Regions from separate parts of the Mus musculus genome. Here region 2 is linked to region 1. Evidence: chromatin contacts called from public Hi-C data. All regions are on one chromosome and are shown on one strand. The core of a region is the stretch at or near the end of the contact, and the rest is flanking DNA. Distances in the headings are between cores, read along the strand shown.

The links. Hi-C and Micro-C count contacts between places; a contact is called where the count stands out from the background.
Region 2: a Hi-C map of bone marrow-derived macrophages shows a contact between it and region 1, with 15 read pairs. A contact is called at or near these places in 3 of 39 promoter capture datasets (cranial neural crest, liver and maxillary cranial neural crest), 2 of 484 Hi-C or Micro-C datasets (bone marrow-derived macrophages and embryonic stem cells) and 1 of 130 datasets of targeted methods (the NIH/3T3 cell line).

What each region holds. Positions count from the first base shown.
Region 1 is chr19:31,995,099-31,998,036 of GRCm38.p6, forward strand. Asah2 (N-acylsphingosine amidohydrolase 2) reads right to left here. Exons shown (of 24, transcript NM_018830.1): 22 at 244-303. Among named protein-coding and RNA genes, the nearest start is that of Asah2, 110 kb to the right of the region's middle.
Region 2 is chr19:32,468,538-32,471,475 of GRCm38.p6, forward strand. It overlaps Gm46659 (a long non-coding RNA gene), which reads right to left. Exons shown (of 2, transcript XR_003952896.1): 2 at 2,064-2,938. Among named protein-coding and RNA genes, the nearest start is that of Gm46659, 7.2 kb to the right of the region's middle.

The DNA of each region.
Region 1 (2,938 bases), core at 228-2,727:
AACTTCTGGGGAAGCAGTGTAGTCATGGAGGAGTTATTCTATATGTGGCACTAGAAGAAGTTGATTAAATCTTCATGGGCTCTGATCTCTACATCCAATTCCACCCTAGCTGTACCCACTGAACATTTTCCCACCTCCACAAATAAAGAAAAAGAAAAAAAACCTGATATATGTTTGGATGTGCGATGTCTCCTGTAAAATGAAGGGAAACTTGGTATAAACGTGGAAGACAGCGATGCTCACCTGGTTCTCTGCTGAATTCTTTGGGTTAGCGCCTACAAATATAACTTCAACCACTTCTCCCTGGAAATAAAAACGGCATTGAATTAAGTCTAGATTAAGCCTCTCTATTCAGATTGGAAGCACTGTCTGCGCTATGTTCCAACACCCTAGATGCTGTACACATTCCACACTATTTCATTAAGCGATTCCCTCTAAGTTTGTTAAGAATTAGATCCAAAGAATTTGACTTTGGCAGTATACTGGCTAGTTTTGTGTCAACTTGACACAGCTGGAGTTATCACAGAGAAAGGAGCTTCAGTTGAGGAAATGCCTCCATGAGATCCAGCTGTAAGGCATTTTCTCAATTAGTGATCAAGGGGGAAAGGCCCCTTGTGGGTGGTGCCATCTCTGGGCTGGTAGTCTTGGTTCTATAAGAGAGCAGGCTGAGCAAGCCAGGGGAAGCAAGCCAGTAAAGAACATCCCTCCATGGCCTCTGCATCAGCTCCTGCTTCCTGACCTGCTTGAGTTCCAGTCCTGACTTCTTTCAGTGATGAACAGCAATGTAGAAATGTAAGCTTGCTTCTTGGTCATGATGTTTGTGCAGGAATAGAAACCCTGACTAAGACAGGCAGATTCTAACAAATTAAGATCCAGAGCTATAATTTTCAATGTGACAACACGTGAAAATGGCTTCAACTTATATTGCAGAGAGAGCCCTGTCTTAAAATAGACACATAGACCACAGAGGAATCAGAAGTAAACACACACAACTAGAGTCACCCAATCATTGACAAAGGTGTCAACATATTAACTGGAGAAAAGGCAGCCTCAAAAGACCTCCAACAGCACAGGAAATAATCCCAAAACTAACAAATGAGATTGCAGGAAATTAGAAAGTTTCTTCTGTACAGCAAAGAAAACCATCCACAGAGTAAAGAGGCATTTACAGGATGCAACAAATCTTTGCCAACTGTATAGCTATCTTAGTTTCTTTTCCTATTCCTATGATAAAATAATGGGACAGAAACAGCCTTAGGGAGAAAGAGCCTGCTCTGGCTCACAATTCACTCTGAGGTTCCTTAAAGATTTATTTCATTTTTAATTGTGAGTGTGTGTGTGTGTGTGTGTGTGTGTGTGTGTGTGTCTGCCTACCTGTCTGCCTGTCTATTTGTCTGTCCCTCTGCATGTGAGTAGGTGCCTACAGAGGCTAGATGCCTTCAGTTCCTCTGGAACTGGAGTTATAAGTGGCTGTGAGTCACCAGTCATGGGTGCTGGAAACCAAACTCATGGCCCCTAGAAGAGAAGTGCACACTCCTCACTGCTGTATCTTCGCTTCAACCCCTCTCTTTCTTCATTTTATACAGACCTGGATCCTCTTCCCCCAAAATGTTCATGCCTACCATCGAGATTGACAGTGTGTCAAACTGCTTTCAAGAACACTGATGTAAGTAAGCATAGACAAGTGCTTCTCTTAGTTTTAATCAGAGAAGCCTCTCTATACAATGACTGGTGTATGGCAAAGTCTTGGCTGCTCAAGGTGCTGAGACAAAAACAAAAACAACAAAACAAAATAAAACAAAACAAACAAACAAAACAAAAACAAAAAACAAACAAACAAAAAAAGAAACAGCTGAGTTCTTAGCTGTAAAGAGGATATTTATACCTTTCCCAGGAAGGTTCATGTAATATTGCAGAAGGAGTGGTAGAAAGAATGTAAGAGCCAGAAGATAGGGAAGAGACTGTGGAATGCTATTTTCAGGGTATGACATAGCCATTGCAATGTGGACTTGTGAGCCGCACTGGACCTGCACAAGACTGGACCTGCCAACTGTCAATTGAGAAATGGGTGGGTTCTCACAGGGCCCACGCATTCCTTCTAAACCAGTGGCTATTTATTTATTGACTGGGTGATGATCAGTCTTTATCTTCAGATATATACCCACTGGCGTGTCCAACAGGATCTGTTGTCTAATTCTATATCCATGATCACATAGATGGTGCTAATTAAACTCAGTGGGACATCAAACAACAACAACAAAAAACACACAAGCATAGGAAAGGACCTTCAGGGAGGGGCACCATGGGCATGAGTGGGAAGGAGATAAGAGCTGTGACAAAAGGATGAACCATCTAGAGACTGCCATATCTAGGGATCCACCCCATAATCAGCTTCCAAACGCTGACACCATTGCATACACTAGCAAGATTTTGCTGAAAGAACCCAGATATAGCTGTCTCTTGAGAGACTATGCTGGGGCCTAGCAAACACAGAAGTGGATGCTCACAGTCAGCTATTGGATGGATCACAGGGCTCCCAATGGAGGAGCTAGAGAAAGTACCCAAGGAGCTAAAGGGACCTGCAACCCTATAGATGGAACAACTTTATGAACTAACCAGTACCCCGGAGCTCTTGACTCTAGCTACATGTGTATCAAAAGATGGCCTAATCAGCCATCACTGGAAAGAGAGGCCCATTGGACACACAAACTTTATATGCCCCAGTACAGGGGAACGCCAGGGCCAAAAAATGGGAATGGATGGGTAGGGAAGTGGGGGGGGAGGGTATGGGGGACTTTTGGGATAGCATTGGAAATGTAATTGAGGAAAATACATGATAAATAAATAAATAAATAAAGAGACAGTGGGGTGTGAACAATTGGAATGCATTCTAGACACATATGAAATTACTGAATAATGAATTTAATTGAAGTAGAAA
Region 2 (2,938 bases), core at 319-2,818, 470 kb after region 1:
TCTCATGACTAGCAAAGGGCAAGAGAACTTTGGTAGCTGGGCCCTTTCCCAATTAACCTTGCATAGTGCTTGAATCCAGTAACTGGAGTGAGCTAGCTGGGTGTCAGTTTTCCGCACGAGGCTGGACCCCTCTGCTCCTTTGGAACGCAAAGGCTTAGCATCTTGGTGAGCATTTCTCTTTACTGTGGCACTTACAACCAACATCGATCAATGCCCTTGTGCTTCCGGAGTGCCCTTCAGAATGAGTTCAGGCTGTACTTGGTTAGAAAGCCTGAGATTGATGAGGGAGGATTTTACTTTTAGGGTGATGACTCTGAACTTTGTACTTAACTTTAATGTGTAACCTACAAACAGACAAGGTACTCCTGGCCACTTAAATGTGTCTATACCTAGATTGAGCCCTATATGAAAACATATCAGTACTTTATGTTTGTGTGCATGACTTGGCTCGGAGAGACTTCTAGCATTTCCAGAACAGCTGGTAAGAGCTCACTGTATGGACCTTATCAACTGCAAGTGTGCACCCATAGGCCAAACTTAGAGAAGAGGCTACAATTCTTGGGATGCTTTCAGAAAGATCGCCTGTGTGTCTTGACTGTTCTGACTTTCTTCTGTGTTTGTCAGGTAAGAAAACATTTTTATATATTTGCATAAGTGGAATACATGCCTCATATTCTCTACGTTTAAACATACTATCAAAATTCAGTGTTTATACAGCTTAAGGTTGTATAACATTTTGTATTGAACTCATTGACTTTTGCATGCTAGTCAAAGCTTTATCTCTGAGATATATACTTAATTAATAGACTTAACAAGTGGTACGTCATATAGCATATACATACTAATTTTAGGTGACAAGCGAAATTTAAGTAACTTTTCATTTTTTCCCAGTTTGGGCTAGTATTCTCTGGCCATATTCTATTGGGCCTATAGAAAAGAGGGAGCTCCAACACTGGCTGGCCAGAGAGTAGGAATGAGACAGAATAGAAAGGAGAGGTTGAGGCATGAGAAGTCAAGGAAGTCTCTTACCCTAGCATCTCGCTTGTGTTTCCTGCTGAACACAAGAGGGTTCAACACAACGGATAAAACCAGGATGACCTACAGGTGTGATGCTCATTTTCCTGTAGACATCTCACACATGAGCATCAACAATAAAATAAGTGCACTATGCCGACTTCAAGCCAGTGCATCTGTGACCTGGACTTTAACTATATTAGCACCCTTCTGCCCCCAAATCTAAGCAATAGGCCTCATAAAAACCACCTTGTGATTTCATTAAAGTAAACTAGATCACACATTTTTACTTTATTGTTGAACTTTGAATTTTCAACTTAATGTTTATACACACACACACATACTGTAGACACGTAAGCACGACTCCCTTTTGAGAGGTCTACACAGATGTCTTTTTTTTCTTCTTCAGGCTCTCCCACCCCTTTCTAGGCTCCCATTACTTTCTCCCTGGGAGACAAATGCCCGTTCTTATAACTGCACCACATGCCATTACTTATTTCTACTTCATAAAACTCCCTAACTTTGCTTTACTCTGACTCGTGCTAAATTTCTCCTCTGTGATGCAATCATCTGACTCATCTGAGTGGAAGTTAGTAAGACATAAGTCCCTCAGGATGCCTGTGGCAGTGCTGGCTTTGTTTCCCCTCTACCAGTGACAAGAGCAGGCTCACAGCTGCAAGGAACACACAGGTGTCTTTAAGGATGATCTGAGGAAACTGGAAGCTTAATTATAACCAACACCTTACCTGTCTTCTTGTCTATCTGGGCCACTGCAATACAAATAACATCCACTAGGTGGCCTACAAACATTAGACACTTAATTCTCAAATTTCCGAAGGGCTGAGAAGTCTAAGATCCAGACACGCACAGATCGGGTGACTGGTACCATCTCCTTCCTCGTAACTGTCTTTCTCCTCCAGTAGCACACGGCAGAAGGACAAGGCATCTCCTGTGGATCTTTTCTATAAGGACACTAACCCCATTCATCTGGGCTCTGTGCCCTATTCCCATCATTTTCTCATCACTGTCTAAAGTGATTCAGAAACGAGTTGTGGGCAGAAATTTTATTTTAAGGTAATCAAAAAAGATCACAATTGAGAAACTGGAAGGAGGAAATGGGGAAAGGGGTGTGTGGAGGTTAGCTGAGTTGGTTGCCACTGTGAATGAGCCGGACTCTCAACAGTGCCTCTTCTAGGGCTGTGTAGAATTGCCCATGGACAGGAGGCCTGGGCTGCTCACTCTGTGAGTCTGTTTCCTCGTTGGTTGTCTGTTATCTTCAAAGGTGTAAACATCTTTAAACATACCCTAACGCTAACTTCCAGATTTCAGAAAAAGTCTTAAACACAAGAGAGAATGCCGCCAAGGCGTGTGTTTGAAGGTGGACAGTGTCTGTGCACGGACCTGTCCGTCCACCCTGTGTCCAAGGCATGTGCTTGAGGCAGGACAGTACCCCCCTGTACACGGACCTGTCCTCCACCCTGTGTCCAAGGCATGTGCTTGAGGCAGGACAGTGCCCTGTGCATGGACCTGTCCATCCACCCTGTGTCCAAGGCGTGTGCTTGAGACAGGACAGTACCCTGTGCATGGACCTGTCCATCCACCCTGTGTCCAAGGTATGTGCTTGAGGCAGGACAGTGCCCTGTGCATGGACCTGTCCGTCCTCCATGATGGGGATTGTGCCCGAGGCGTGTGCTTGAGGGAGGACAGTGCTGTGTGCATATGGGTTTGTTGACCGCACTGTACTAAAAGCTGACCGATTGTGTCACGAGGTACCAGAAGAACAGGACGCACTAGGATAGGCTCTATGTTTCTGTTTTCTGAGGCCTGCAGTTGCCCCGATTCCTTTTCATGGGACACAGAACACAAATGTGCCATTTTTAAAAGTCCTGTTTAATGGATGTGGCATTGGAGGACGAGCTACAGC